4 separate regions of the Mus musculus genome follow, and regions 2, 3 and 4 are each linked to region 1. Evidence: chromatin contacts called from public HiChIP or PLAC-seq and promoter capture Hi-C data. All regions are on one chromosome and are shown on one strand. Each heading gives the region's core, a stretch centred on a gene start, on an enhancer-like site or on the middle of the called end of the contact. The rest is flanking DNA. Distances are from core to core; before and after follow the strand shown.

What was found. Promoter capture Hi-C pulls out the DNA fragments that hold promoters and counts their contacts. HiChIP or PLAC-seq counts read pairs in DNA pulled down with a chosen protein or histone mark.
Region 2: a contact with region 1 is called in an H3K27ac HiChIP or PLAC-seq map of embryonic stem cells, with 11 times the contacts expected there. The contact joins the promoter of Egln2 here to the enhancer-like site in region 1. A contact is called at or near these places in 12 of 39 promoter capture datasets (the 3T3-L1 cell line, cranial neural crest, embryonic stem cells and 7 more), 1 of 484 Hi-C or Micro-C datasets (bone marrow-derived macrophages) and 4 of 115 datasets of contacts at active chromatin or transcription factors (astrocytes and embryonic stem cells).
Region 3: a promoter capture Hi-C map of embryonic stem cells shows a contact between it and region 1, with 9 times the contacts expected there. The contact joins the promoter of Cyp2f2 here to the enhancer-like site in region 1. A contact is called at or near these places in 16 of 39 promoter capture datasets (the 3T3-L1 cell line, 3T3-L1-derived adipocytes, the C10 cell line and 7 more), 11 of 484 Hi-C or Micro-C datasets (LSK cells, adipose-derived mesenchymal stem cells, cerebellum and 7 more) and 1 of 115 datasets of contacts at active chromatin or transcription factors (embryonic stem cells).
Region 4: a contact with region 1 is called in a promoter capture Hi-C map of liver, with 6 times the contacts expected there. The contact joins the promoter of Numbl here to the enhancer-like site in region 1. A contact is called at or near these places in 9 of 39 promoter capture datasets (the 3T3-L1 cell line, 3T3-L1-derived adipocytes, cranial neural crest and 5 more) and 1 of 115 datasets of contacts at active chromatin or transcription factors (extraembryonic endoderm stem cells).

The regions. Positions count from the first base shown.
Region 1 is chr7:25,858,412-25,861,769 of GRCm38.p6, reverse strand. No RefSeq gene overlaps it. Among named protein-coding and RNA genes, the nearest start is that of Gm46015, 22 kb to the right of the region's middle. Within about 2 kb of position 1,684, at least 21 of the 459 cell types and tissues checked have an H3K27ac peak or open chromatin away from gene starts, as enhancers often do. A contact at or near this core is called in embryonic stem cells and second pharyngeal arch cranial neural crest, where this site is marked.
Region 2 is chr7:27,165,412-27,168,507 of GRCm38.p6, reverse strand. Egln2 (egl-9 family hypoxia-inducible factor 2) reads left to right here and starts at 1,706. Exons shown (of 6, transcript NM_053208.4): 1 at 1,706-1,824; 2 at 2,780-3,096. The coding sequence starts at 3,010. Rab4b (RAB4B, member RAS oncogene family) reads left to right here. Exons shown (of 8, transcript NM_029391.2): 8 at 1-75.
Region 3 is chr7:27,118,599-27,121,846 of GRCm38.p6, reverse strand. Cyp2f2 (cytochrome P450, family 2, subfamily f, polypeptide 2) reads right to left here and starts at 1,892. Exons shown (of 10, transcript NM_007817.2): 1 at 1,832-1,892; 2 at 106-296; 3 at 1-12. The coding sequence starts at 276.
Region 4 is chr7:27,256,738-27,260,131 of GRCm38.p6, reverse strand. It overlaps Numbl (numb-like), which reads right to left and starts at 1,371. Exons shown (of 10, transcript NM_010950.2): 1 at 1,171-1,371. The coding sequence starts at 1,194. It overlaps Coq8b (coenzyme Q8B), which reads right to left. Exons shown (of 15, transcript NM_133770.2): 15 at 2,183-2,909. The coding sequence ends at 2,607.

The DNA.
Region 1 (3,358 bases), core at 435-2,934:
GCTCAGTGGTTAAGAGAACCTGTTCCATGGACCTGGGTTGGGCTGCCAGCACCCACACAGAGCTCACAACCAGCTGTAACTCCAGTTCCAGGGGATCTACCACCCTCTTCTGACCTTTGCAGGAAACAGGCATGCATGTGGTCCACAAAGATTCAGGCAAATACACAGATTCATACATATAAGACAAAAATAAATGAATATTTAAAGAGCATGATGAGATTCAGGGACTGCTCAAGGAAGACCCAGGTGGGACTAAGAGCCTCAAGATGACCTCTTCTTGGTCCAGCTGCTTACCTTGAGAGTTAAGGAGGAACCCAAGAAGGGATGTGGACTAGTGACACACACCTCTGATCCTATCATTTAAAAGGCAGAGGCAAACAGATCCCTGTGAGTTCCAGACCATCTTGATCTGCATTTGGAATTCCAGGCTAGACAAGGCTCCATAATAAAACCCTATCTCAAAAAAAAAAAAAAAAAAAAAAAAAAATTAAGGAGAAGAAAAGAAGGAGCAAAAGCAAAGACCAGAGCCAGGCATGGTGGTACACATCTAGACCGGCTTGGTCTACATAAAAGTTTCAGAATACCCAGGGCTACATAGAAAGATCCTGTCTGAAAGAGAGAGAGAGAGAGAGAGAGAGAGAGAGAGAAGGGTGGGAGGGAGGGAGGGAGGGAGGGAGGGGGAGGGAGGGAGGGAGGGAGGGAGGGGGGAGGGAGGGAGGGAGGGAGGGAAGGAAGGAAGGAAGGAAGGAAGGAAGGAAGGAAGGAAGGAAGGAAGGAAGGAAGGAAGGAAGGAAGGAAGGAAGGAAGGAAGGAAGGACTATGTTGTATGGCTGGATAGAGATGAAAGAGGAAAAGCTTTGTTTTGTTTTGTTTTGTTTTGTTTTCACTTGACTTTTTTTTTTTTTTAACCAAAATGCTCATCAGGGAAATTATGGAAATTTAATCAAAAGAAGTTCCTAGAAAAATCTCTGAGGGCTAGAGAATTCCCCAGGGGCTGGGACATGGCTCAGTGGTAGAGCAGCTGCCTAGAATCTCCCAGTGAGAGGCTGGGGTGTGGCTCAGCGGTAGAGCCCCTGCCTATAATCTTCCAGTGAGGGGCTGTAGTGCAGCCCAGATTTAGACCACTTGCCTAGAATACATAAAGCCATAGGTTTCATCTCCATTACTGCACAAAAGACCACAAGACCACATGTTGTTGCTGTAACCAAGTAACTCTACTCACATCGTCCTGGTGGTGGCAGCAGAGGTGCTCTTTGCTACCCACCCCAATGTTCAGGGTTCCCGAATGAAAGACAGACAGACACACACACACACACACACACACACACACACACACACACACACACACACACACACACAGCTTTTTAATATGCCTTAAACAGCTCAATGTCTGGGTCACTTCCAAAACTTCACAGTTTCCCCTCCGATATCCCTGACTCATTAAAACCTATATTCCATCTTGGCTGCCCCGGACCTAGACCTGCAGCCCTCTCTGGCTGAGTTCTCCAGCACCTATAGGACAGCCATGCTCTCTGTCTCCTACCTCTCAGGTGTGGCCTCTACTCCTTTCCTGGCTTGGTATCCATCTCCCTTCCTGCTCCTTCCTCAGTTCCTTGCCCAAGAATCCCAAAGTCCCGCTTCTGTCTCCCTGGCAAGCCATTGGCTGCCGGCAACTCCATCCACCAATCAAAACCAAGTGGGGGCAGGGTCCCTCAGGGTCTTACATGCAGACTTGCAGTTTTGGGAGACCAAATCCACAACAACATGCCTTTGAATGCGCTGCCGAGGAGTTACCTATGGCCTTGAGGAATCAGGAATTTAAGTAAAGCAGCATCCTAGTCAGGTTTGGGCTTTGGAGAAAATCACTTCAGCTTGGAGAATGCATTCGAAAAGACAAGGCAGAGTATGGGTGGTACGGGAGTGGAATGAGGCTAGCAGAGCTCCTGAGTTCAAGCTAACTGTGGTAACAAGAGACCCCAAAGCTTCAAGGCTTAAAGAAACTGAAGCTTATTTCTTATTTAAATTTCATTTGGATGATCTGATGGGTCTCCCCTGGTTGTGACCACGGATATAAAATCACTTTGTCCCAGAAGTGATATATACCACTCCTTTTGCTGAGGATGAAATCACTCAGTCCATCAATATGCAAGAAAGAGGGTTTGAGAGGGCTGTGTAACTGGGCAGACATTGCCCCGTAACAGCTCTAAATTATAGAAGGCAGACTTCAAGGTTTTGTTCCTTAGCCTATTGACCATGCCAGGGTTCCTGGTCATAGATATTCAATATCCACTACTTACTAACTCAGCAAATACTTTCACTGTGCCTCTCGAATGCACAAAGTATGACCCTAGTACTTGGAACTTGGTCAAAACCTGATCAGAAAAAAAATCCCTGCCGTGGTGAGCTATGGACATCTGGGAAGAATATTGATAAACCCAGACGCTTGGTGTGGTGATGTACACCCGTCCTCCCAGGACCCTTGAGGTGGAAGCAGAAGGACCAGGAGTCGAAGGGCATCCTAGACTACATATCACATTAGAGGCCTGCATGAGATACATTGAGACGCTATCTCAAAAAATAATAATAATACATCCAAGGAAAAAGATAATTCAAAACCTGGTATTTTCCTTTCAGTTACAGAGAGCTGTGGGTTTATTATAGTGCTTTTATTTTTACCCACCCTTAAAAGGGGTGGATGTTGTGGTTTGGATGAGAATGGCCCTGTGATGGTTTGTATATGTTCAGAATTTGGTACCAGGGACGGGGTTGTTGCTGTGATTGGCCTGACCATGCTTTTGTTTAGAAGAATGTGGATCTGGGGATTTTGGATTTGGAAGGCAACGGAATACTTTAAATGGGGCTTGAAGGGTCATCCTAATAGGAATGTGGAAGACTTTGTCATTTGAACTGTTCAGACATGGTCCAAGAGGTTTCAGTGGAGAGGAATTTCAGTATGTGGCATAAAGACTGTTTTGTGGTATTTTGGTGAAGAATGTGGCTGCTTTTTGCATTTGTCTGAAGAGTCTACCTGAGGCTAAGGTGAAGAGATTTATATTAATTGCATTGACAAAGGAAGTCTCAAAAAAAGCCCAGCAGAGACTTTGTTCTCTAGTTAAGTCTCATGAAGAGCATTTTGAACAAGTATAGCAAGCTTAGAAAGTAGAAATATAAAATATATGGTTCAAGTATTAAAGAGGAATCGGGAAGTGAAATGGAGCTAAATCCTGTGTTCAATGATACTAAATTGAATTCAGGGAGTGGTGACCTTGGGGCAAGATCCCACGCAGCTAAATTAGGTTGTACATATTCATTCATGCATGTGGGTGTCGTCTCTCAGAAATTCAGAAAAAAAAATTTT
Region 2 (3,096 bases), core at 457-2,956, 1.3 Mb before region 1:
CCGCTGTTGCAAGTCTGTTATTTATTACCTGGAGGCCTGTTCCATCCTGTCCTGGTCCTCCATAAAGCATTGTTTACACCTGTGTTTCGGCCTCTGTCATTCTGAGATGAGGAAACCGAAGTGGTCTCTAATGGAAGCTATGAATAGGCCTCTGCATGAGGAGCCCCTGTTTGTGGGTGGTGGGACTTGGTTTGTGGGACAAGTTGGGGTAGGTACATCCTGGCTCACGTACTCATTGAGGACAGAGTTCGTCATTGTATACATGTCCTTGCTTTTTCCTACACACAGCCCCCCTTTTTGACACAGGGCCTTGTTATAGCCTAGACTAACCTGGAATTTGAGGTCTCCCTGCCTCAGCCTCCCATGAGCTGGGATTACAATGTACCCATCCCAGGTTGTGTACATGCTTCATGGTAGTGGCAGTACACGATCCATCAAAGGTGGTGTGTGCAGCGATGACATCCCTGTGTGTGACATGTATGGGGCAGTATGACACTGTGGCATGTGAGTAGTCTCTGGCCTGGTGACTGTGTTGGTGAGGCTGCTGTTGTGTGCAACATCAAGACCGAGGACTTGGGAATCTAAGGGGGGGTCTTGAGTCTGTGCCTGGTTTGACTTAGTGTACACCACCTCATGTCTGCAAACTAGGACGGTGGCTCACTGTGTTCCTAAAAACACGTGCTCCTGAGGTTTGTGTGTGCACTGATGGAGATTTGTTTCTTTGTGTGTGTCTGTGTGCCTGCGAACACGAACATTCTTCGCCATGTGCCACTGTGGTTCTTGTGCAACCCGGACTCCTGGTCATACTTAATGTACCCTGATGTCTTTATAGCCATAGCCTTCTGGAGACAGGTGCAGCCCCCCTCAGGACAGCTTCAGCTGCTCTCACAAAATGTCAGCAAGTATCCAAGCCCACTTATTGCCCATTTGTTAGGCCCTGGAGTTGGTGGAAAGGGTCGGGCATTCAAATAACCCTATCCACACAGCCCTCCCCGGAATGGTGGTATAAATATTAAGAGTAGCTTAGTGGTAGAGCGCTTGCATCGCACATGTGAAGCTCTGGATTCAGTCTCCAGCACTACAGAAACAAAAAATCCGCTTGGGCTACAGAGGAGCTGGGTTTTGCAAATGTCTTCTTTGTGAGTCTGTCCCAGGTTGCTTTAATCTGACTCCCACAGTTGCCCTGAGGGAGCAGCGAGGAGCGGGTCATGCAAATAGTACACATTTGCTCATTTGTTCTACCCGGTTTCGCTTCTCTAAGGACGTCCCGTACTCACCGTTATTTTTTTTTAAGTGCTTATGTAAATTACTGACGTAGGAATTTACATACACTTTCCAACTAACTGCGCAGTCATTTCTCAATATACTCTTGGGCTGTGTGCAGGAGCGGCCCATGTAAATGAGACATTTGCATAGCAAATGCCAAGAACCCAGCTGACAAGTTCACTGACACTTTTGGCTCCGAGGGGTGGGCCTTTCTGTGTGAAACTGCTCTTTTGTACCCCTCTCCAAGGGGCCGTCTTGAGAACTCACAGAACGCCTTTTACTGAACCTGCGTGTCTGCTTTCGCGTGGAAGGGGAGGAGCACATAATGCAAATAAGCCTCGCGTCCCGGACCAGCTCACTTCTTGGGCAGTGCGTTCTAAGCCTCCTGTCAACGTGCGGTTCGCGCACGCGCAGTCTCCTCGGCCGGGCCGCTGTCACGTGCCCAGCGGGCGAGGCGGGGGCGGGGCGTCGCGGGCGGTGGGGGGCGGGGTATGGCGCGCTGCGAAGCGCAGGGCGGCTGGCACAAACGGCGGCGCCGAGGCCGGAGGAAAAAGCTCGGTGAGGAGGTCGCGCGAAGGGAAAGACCCGGGGAGGAGAAGGAGTCTGAGGCCCGGTGGCCGGGCGCGGGCGACGGGGCTGGAGGCGGGAGCGCGCGCGGGCGGCAGCGACCCCACGCTAGGGCGTTGGGGGTGGGGAAGGAAGCGCGCGCCCGGCGCGGTGGGGCGGACCATTGGGGGCCACGGGAGCGCGCAATAACCACCAAGGGGAGGGGCCGGGCCGAGGCGGCCCCGCCTCAGTCACCCGGGGCGTCCCGCGGCCCCTGGGTCCTGGCGGAGGGGGTTGGGAGGAAGGCAGTCGGGTCGGACTCTGCTCTCGGGCTCCCTTCCGTCAGTCCGTCCGTCTGGCAGGACCTCCCTTCCGGCTGGGTGTGTGTCGGGCCCCAGTAGGCTTCCTCCCGTAGGGCACAGGTCGACCCCACCGGCCCTCCCGCTCCCCTGCCGTCTTGTTTTTCTCCCTGTTCTCTTTGTCCCTGGACTCCCGGTTTTCCCCGCCTGCCCTGGCTCGTAATCTTCCACCCAGGCGATTAGGTTCCCGCGAATGTTGCGCGGTGGCATTGCCCGTTGGTTCCCCACAACCCTGACTTTACCCTAGATTCCACACTCCCGTTTTCTGTGTCTCCTCCCTCCTCATCTCTCTGAGTCTCTATAGAAACCTCAGGCAGGTACCTTGTATTTTCCACTTGCATCGTCGCTTTTCGTCCACAGATATCTGTCTCCCTATCACCTTCCTCTCTGGGCCGTCATGCAACGTTCTCTGCACTTTCTCTCTATTACTCTTTATGCCAGACATTCCCTCTCAAATTCCCAAGTTATATGCCCCATGTTGTCTCCCTGTGTGCGTGTGTGTTTGTTGTGGCCCAGTCTGTCATCTACTTCCTGCTGGTACCATCCCCACCCCTTCCCACCTGCTCGTCTCTTGACTTCTTTTAAGTTCTTCCTTTTCTCTTTTCCAGCCACCCCCATCAGTCCCTTCTCAAGCTCCTAGAGACAACTGTGGACTTGGGGACCAGCGAGCACCCCCAGAGCACTAGAGGAGCCCCTGCTGCCTGCCCTGCCTCACCCTGCCCCACACGAGGCCCAGCGGCCCCGGGCTGCATCAAGTGGAGGAGGAGGAGGCGGAGGAGGGTGGCACCATGGGCCCGGGCCGTGCCCTCCATGCCCGGGGGATGAAGACACTGCTGCCATGGACAGCCCGTGCCAGCCGCAGGCCCTGAATCAAGCTCTCCCTCAGTTGCCAGGGTCTGTGTCAGAGTCCTTGGAGTCTAGCCGA
Region 3 (3,248 bases), core at 643-3,142, 1.3 Mb before region 1:
CTCCTTGCTAAGCTGGAGGTAGAAGAGAGAGTTTACAGGGGGCTTAGTGGCCGTGGCAACCCTTCCTGGCTCCATTGCCCTTTGCCCTTGCCAAGTCTCCTGCACCTTGGTGAGGGAGGTCAGCAAGTCTTGGGAGCGAAGCTGCAGCAGGTTTCCCAGGATTGGGAGAGGTTTGGGTCCTGGAGGCAGCTGGCCCTTGCCCCGTGAGCTGAAGGTCAGGGACAGAGAGATGACAGCCAGGAGGAGAAGCAAGATGGCTGTGCTCACACCATCCATAGTGAAGGCAGCTGCAGCGCCTGGAGGGACAAAGAGGGAGAAGTCAAGTGTGGGGTCCCCCTACTTAGTTCTTCTGGAACTTTCCTCCTTTGAACCCAGGCAATGGGACTGTGGAGGGAAGGGGAGGTGGAGTGATGTCAGAGTGTTAAGAGGGAGAGGGGGAAGAAGGAAAAGGGGAGAAGGAAGAGTGTGTGTGAACACAGACTAATTGTCAAAACATAAACGTGCGAAAGGAATGCAGAGATAGGCAGAGACAGACAGCTACAGAAACCCAAAGCAACAGTCACAACATAGGAAACAGTGGAATCTATGTCTTTTCTGTTTACGTAGCTGTATTATCTATCAGCTAACAATATATTGTCCATTAACCATCTATCTACTGATAGTCTATCATCTATCAATAATCCATCTAACATCTATCTATCTATCAATCATTTTTCATTTATCTCTCATCTGTCTATCTTAAACCATCTACCAAAACACTGGTTCTCACAAAAAGAAATAACAAAATATAGAGAGACACGCAGAGATGGGTACAGACAGAGAAAATCACAGGGAGAGGGGAGAGGGGACAGGGGAGAGGGGAGAGGGGAGAGGGGAGAGGGGAGAGGGGAGAGGAGAGAGGGGAGAGGGGAGAGGGGAGAGGGGAGAGGGGAGAGGAGAGAGAGAGAGAGAGAGAGAGAGAGGGGGAGAGAGAGAGAGAGATGACTTCAGAGAAAGAGAAAGAAGAGAGATGGCGTTGAAGAGACGGATGCACACACACTTTTTTCCCTGGTCTATTAAGACAGGGTCTCACGTGGCAGGCCATGCTGGCTTCAGATTAATCCCAGCTGCAGCCTCTTGAGTGCCAGGATTATAGGTATTCACTGCACCTAGCTCAGAGATGCACACCAAGAAACAGAGTCAGACCAGCCACAATGTTGCACACCTGCAACCCAGCATGGGGGAGGCAGAGGCAGGAAGATATTAAAGGTTTGAGGTTAGCCTTTCTACATAGTGGGTTTCTAGCCAGTCCAGGGCCATGCACACAATCTTGTCGCAGGAAGCAAAACAACAAAACAAAACAAAATAAAACAAAACAAAAAACCCCTTCAAATAAAACAACAATAAAATCCCAAACAAATGAGCTCAAAGCCAAACAAACAACAACAAAGATGCCAAACAAACAACAACAAAGACGCCAAACCAGAAAACTATGAAACCATCCAGTGATAGACACTGCAAAATAAAGGATCTTAAAAGACATGTATTAAAATGACACCCATGATATTGCTGCTTGTCAAGTTAAAAAGAAGAAAATAAATAAGGAATAAAGGGTGTGGGGAAGTGGGGAGATGGATGGGAGACGGGAGAGAGAGAGAGAGAGAGAGAGAGAGAGAGAGAGAGAGAGAGAGAGAGAGAGAGAGAGAGAGAGAGAGAGAGAGATCCTTTTAAAAGGGCCTGGAGACTGGAGGACAAACGGCATGCATGGTCCACAAGCTGAGACAGACATACAAGTCCCAGAATTGATTTGCAGAGACAGAGACAGAGACCTCTCTTGGGAGCCACCCCTCACCTGTATCAGTATTCTGCAGCAATGTTCTGAAGTTCTTGTGTGTGCTGCAGTGTATGTGTGTATGTGGGGGCAGGGCATGCCCTTAAGTTGTCTCTCCATGCTCCTCCTCTGCCCTGCCTTCTTTCCTGGTTCTTCCAGTGATTTTAATCTCCTCCTACCATCCTAGCATACCTTGTCTATAGACCTTGGGCTCTTAGCCAGCTGGCATGGTGGGGTAAATGTGGCCACACCTCTAGAACCCTCTGTCACTTGACTGGGTCTTCCTGGCTTGAAGGCTGACCTTAAATCCCTTTTGTGTGGACAGTACTTGCTATCTGCCTTAGGACAGAGCAAAGGCTTTCCGACTCTGGACCCGGTTCTTGAGGAGAAGGTGGGGTTATGGGGTGTTGGCTAAAATAATTAACAGGCCAGGGAGGGAGTATTGTGATCTAGTACTGGATCCAGTCCTAGTTTGAGCTCTTCTGTTCTGTGTTTATGAGTTCAAGTCCAGTTTTGCTTCCCTAGCTAGGAGGCCTTGTGTAAGGCCCATTCCCTTTCCATTGAGTCCTCATTTCTGGGCATCTCTCTCAGTGGATTCTTCTTGCAGTCTTGCAGTTTGTCTCTGAAATTCTATATGACTCTCATTCTGTCTCTCTTAGTCTGGCAATAAAATATCCTGAGACACGTATTAAAACAACACACATATGATATTGCTGATTGTCAAGTTAAAAAAAAAAAAGAAGAAGAGAAAGAAGGAAATAGAGACTAAAAGGGAAGGAAAGGTGGATATGTTGTAGCCAAGGGTCTGGCAGACCCTTAGAAGTGTATCCATCTTTGCTGTCCTTCTGAAGGGTAGGAGATGAGGCACTTGGAGTCATCCTTTCTCTTTAAGATTATTTTAAAAATTTAATTATGTGTATGGATCTGGTATGTGCATGTGAGTGCAGTTGCCCACAGAAGTCAGAGTCAGATTCCCCGGATTTGGAATTGTAGGCTGTTGTGAGCAGTGCAGGAACCAAACTTGGAGTCTCCGTAAGAGTGGTGCAGGCTCTTAACCCCCGAACCATCTCTCTAGTCTGGTCTTGTGTGACCGTGAATGTCTTAGAACTTGCTATGTAGCTAAGGGTGACCTTGAACTCTGGAACTTTCAGCTTCACCCCTGGAATGATGGCACTATGGGCATGTGCATCCGCACCTGGTTTTGGTAACTGGCGAGGATGAAATGCAGGGCTTCATGCATGGTAGACAGACCTCCCTGGCCCTCCCTTTCTTTCTCTCTGCGTTTCTCCCGTTCTTATCTCCCAGTAAGTTCTTGTAGGTTGTATCTCTTCTATACTATTGGCTTCTATGGCTTATGCTTCTGTGACTGTGAGTACAGTGGGCTTAGGCTGAAGGACGGTTAAGGAGAAAGGCAGGGCCACAGAAAAGGGATCGCAGA
Region 4 (3,394 bases), core at 122-2,621, 1.4 Mb before region 1:
CACAGGGTCTCACAAAAAGACATATGCATATCTATTTAAACACAGTCTAAAAAGTACAGGAGTCTGAACAGTGAACGGCTGCCATCACATCCACGGTCACACACACACACACACACACACACACACCAGACATCACCACATCCAACCACAAGCATGCAGGCAGACAACGCAGGATACCTCATCCTTGCCAGCTGTAATGCAAGCACACACACAGCTACAGTCACACAAACACCAGATCACACTTCTAGCCACATCCCCAACCCTTACACACACACACACACACACACACACACACACAACCACACAAAGCCGCTGGTCACCACAGAGGCTACAGACAGGTTTCCACCCGTCTCTGGGGAGCCGCCCCCAGCCCAGGCTGAATCCTGGAGCCTGGGGGGCAAGGGAAAGCTGAGCATTGTCTCCGGGTGGGGCCTCTCTTAGACGCTGAGCAGCCCTAGGGACAAAAGGGGTGGCCTAGGAGACCAATGTCTTGAGACCCCTGACTAAGCATGGGGTGGAGGTGGGGTAGGGGAATGCCTGAAATTCTCCTTATTTTATTCACGCTGGGGTGGAGTTTCAGACACAGAGACCTTGTTCTGAGAAGGGGATTTGCCTGGGACACCGCCCAAGGGCTTGGGGGGACAGGCTGGATCCAGGACCCCAGGGAGTAGACAGTACTTGGAAACCGCCCCCCCATCCCCCAGAGCCTTAGCCTTGGCAGCTCTATCCAGGGACTTCATCTTCAAGACATCGCCCAGGGGGCTGTTGTGCTCAAAGAAACCCTCTAGCAGGGAAGAGTACTGATTTTGTCTGGAATCGGCTCAGTTAAGGCCTCAGCTTGATAAAGGGGACCGTATCCGGACCCTGAACGCCAAACCTTGCCCAGGGAGTTTTACCTAGAATTTATGTAGCCCTGTCCATGATTTGGGGGGAATCTGTATTCCAGGATCCCTATTTTCAGGGCCTTCGCAGAGATGGCCTGTGCTGGACCAGACCCCAGTCTGGCAGGTTTGGGATTGCCAGGAACCTGTTCCCGGACCCCCACCCAGGACCACCCTTTCCAGCCTTGGCATCTTCTCTCCATCCGGGCGCTGCTGCCGCCTCCCACCCTTCGCCACATCAGCAGCGGCGCCGCCCCCGGCCCGAGCCCCCCGAGCCCGCCCTTCTCACGCTGGCCGCCGCGCTGCGGGACATCCAGGGCCCGGGCGCCCCCGCCTCCCGCGGCCCCGGTTGGGCCCGGCTTCCCGAGTGCTGCTGCTGCTGTGGTGGCGGCGGCTCGGTCTGACGCGGGCCCGGCCCGGGGCCGGCGGCTGGTGCGGGATGCAAGCGCGCGAGCCAGCTCGGCTCCCGGGAGGATTCCGTTCCGGGGGCGGGGGAGCATCCCTCCCTCGGCGCCCCGCCCCGACCCCGCCCATTGGCCCGCCGCCTGCTGTATATGCAAAAGATAACCCCGCCCTCCCGCAGACCACGCCCCCACATAAACACTACCGGGTCTCCTCCCAAGCAAAGGCCGGCCCGCCCCGCCCCTTGGTCTGGCCTTGCGGGAACCTGCACGCATCCCTAGAGGAGTGCCTCTCAGGTTGAGGCGCAGGTTCTATTTGCTTCCATAACCCCTGACCTCAGATCCCCTATGGTTCTGCTTCTGAAGAATTGCTTTGGGAGGCGCCTCGTCCTCAAATCTTGCTTAACCCCACGGTTCTCCCAGCCCGGCGGGGGCGGGCAGAAGCGGTGACGAGGCACTTTTTGCAGGCGAGGGGAGGGGAGAGGAGGGGAAGGAAAAGAAACAGACCCTGGAGTCCTGGAGGGAGATCACTCTGGCTTGCGAGAAGTGGGCATTGGGTTAGACCAGGTCCTAGTTCTGGACTCAGCTGCACCCCTACCCCTGTCCTGTAGGTTTGGCAGAGCAGCTGTTAGGGGCATTAGGGCCCATTAGCAAAGGCGAGGTTGTCAGGAACAGGAGGGAGCCTGAAGCTGGGGGGTGGGGGGGGGGGCGAGTATGTGATAGAAGGGTACTTCTCAGCTGCCACAGCCCTTGGAGCAGGTGGTCAGCACGTGGGGGGGGGGGCGGAGGAGGTTCCCTGCAACAGATGGCCCTAGACAAGGGGGTGGGGTGGGGGGTCTGGCCATCTGCACCTGGAGCTGCCTGTGAGCTCCTCCCCCTTAGCACAGAGAGAAAAGAACTGGGGGCAGGGAAAGGGTGCCTTTATTCGGAGGAAAGGATCAGCACCCACCCCCACCCTCCAATACACAGGCTGGAACCCGGGAAGAAGGCAGCTGGTAGAGGAGCAAGGGAGGCAAAGGTGAGGACCGCCCCCAACAGCCACCATCTCCCCTGCAGATCCTGGAAGACCTGGGGCCGAGGGGCGTCTCCTTCACATGAGAGTGGACCCAAGGCTCACTTAGATGGTGGCAGGATTCTGCTGGCTCCTAGCCTCAGAATTCAAGGTTGCTCACTTAGGATCAGGGAGCTAACTCCAGGGGCCCAAAGATCCAAGGCAAGAAACTAGGTTCTGGAGACCAAGAAAGAGGAGGAGGGGACTGCCTGCTGTGGAGCTGGTATCCCTGGATGGAATCTGTCATGGTGGGGTCGGCAGGGAGGTCCCTAGTCAGGAGGCTGCTGGCAGCGGCAGTGTCTGGCGACTGGCCCAGTAGCGGTGGTAGGTATCTTGGAAGAGGTCCCGGCAGGCGATGTGGGCGTGGAGACGGGCACAGGCTAAGAAAGCCCCAGCTAGCTTGCGGTGTAGAGCATAGGTCTCCTCAGGCGGTGGGCGCAGCCGGTGCCGAAGCAATACCGGGATGAGGCCCTGTATTCGGCGAGCAGTCTCTCCAGCCCCAAAGTCGTAGGGGCCTGAGGCAGCAAAGGGCTCCCCCAGGATCATCACTGCCTCGACGTGGGCGTCAGAGAATGCCTAGGGTGGGGATGGCAGATGCATCCAGACGGACATAATGTCCTCTGATTACTTCTGAAGAGGCAAGCTGCAAGGGCTGCCGCGTGACTCACTCACTGGTAGAGCTTGCCTAGAATTCACCAGTGAGGGCCTAGGGGGCGTGGCTCAGTGCTGGAAGGTTGGCATTACTGGCCCAAGATCCCCTGGGAGTTGTAAGTAGTCACCCCCTACCCACAGCACCCCCTGTCTCCAGGAGCCCCTGCTTTCTTCAGGCAAGTAACCCCTCTATTCCTCAAACCCAGGATCTCTAGAATAGATAAATAGTGCCTCCCCCACTTAGTGGCAGCACCCTCCATTTCACCCCGGGGCTCCTCAGTATAAGCTAGTGCATTTAGTAATCTCACTGCCCTGGGATAGAAGTCTCTACCTCCCCCCAGATCCCCACCCTTTCTCCAGTTGTTTACTAGAGCTATGCGGCTCATCTGTTCCCAAAAGAAAACACAGCC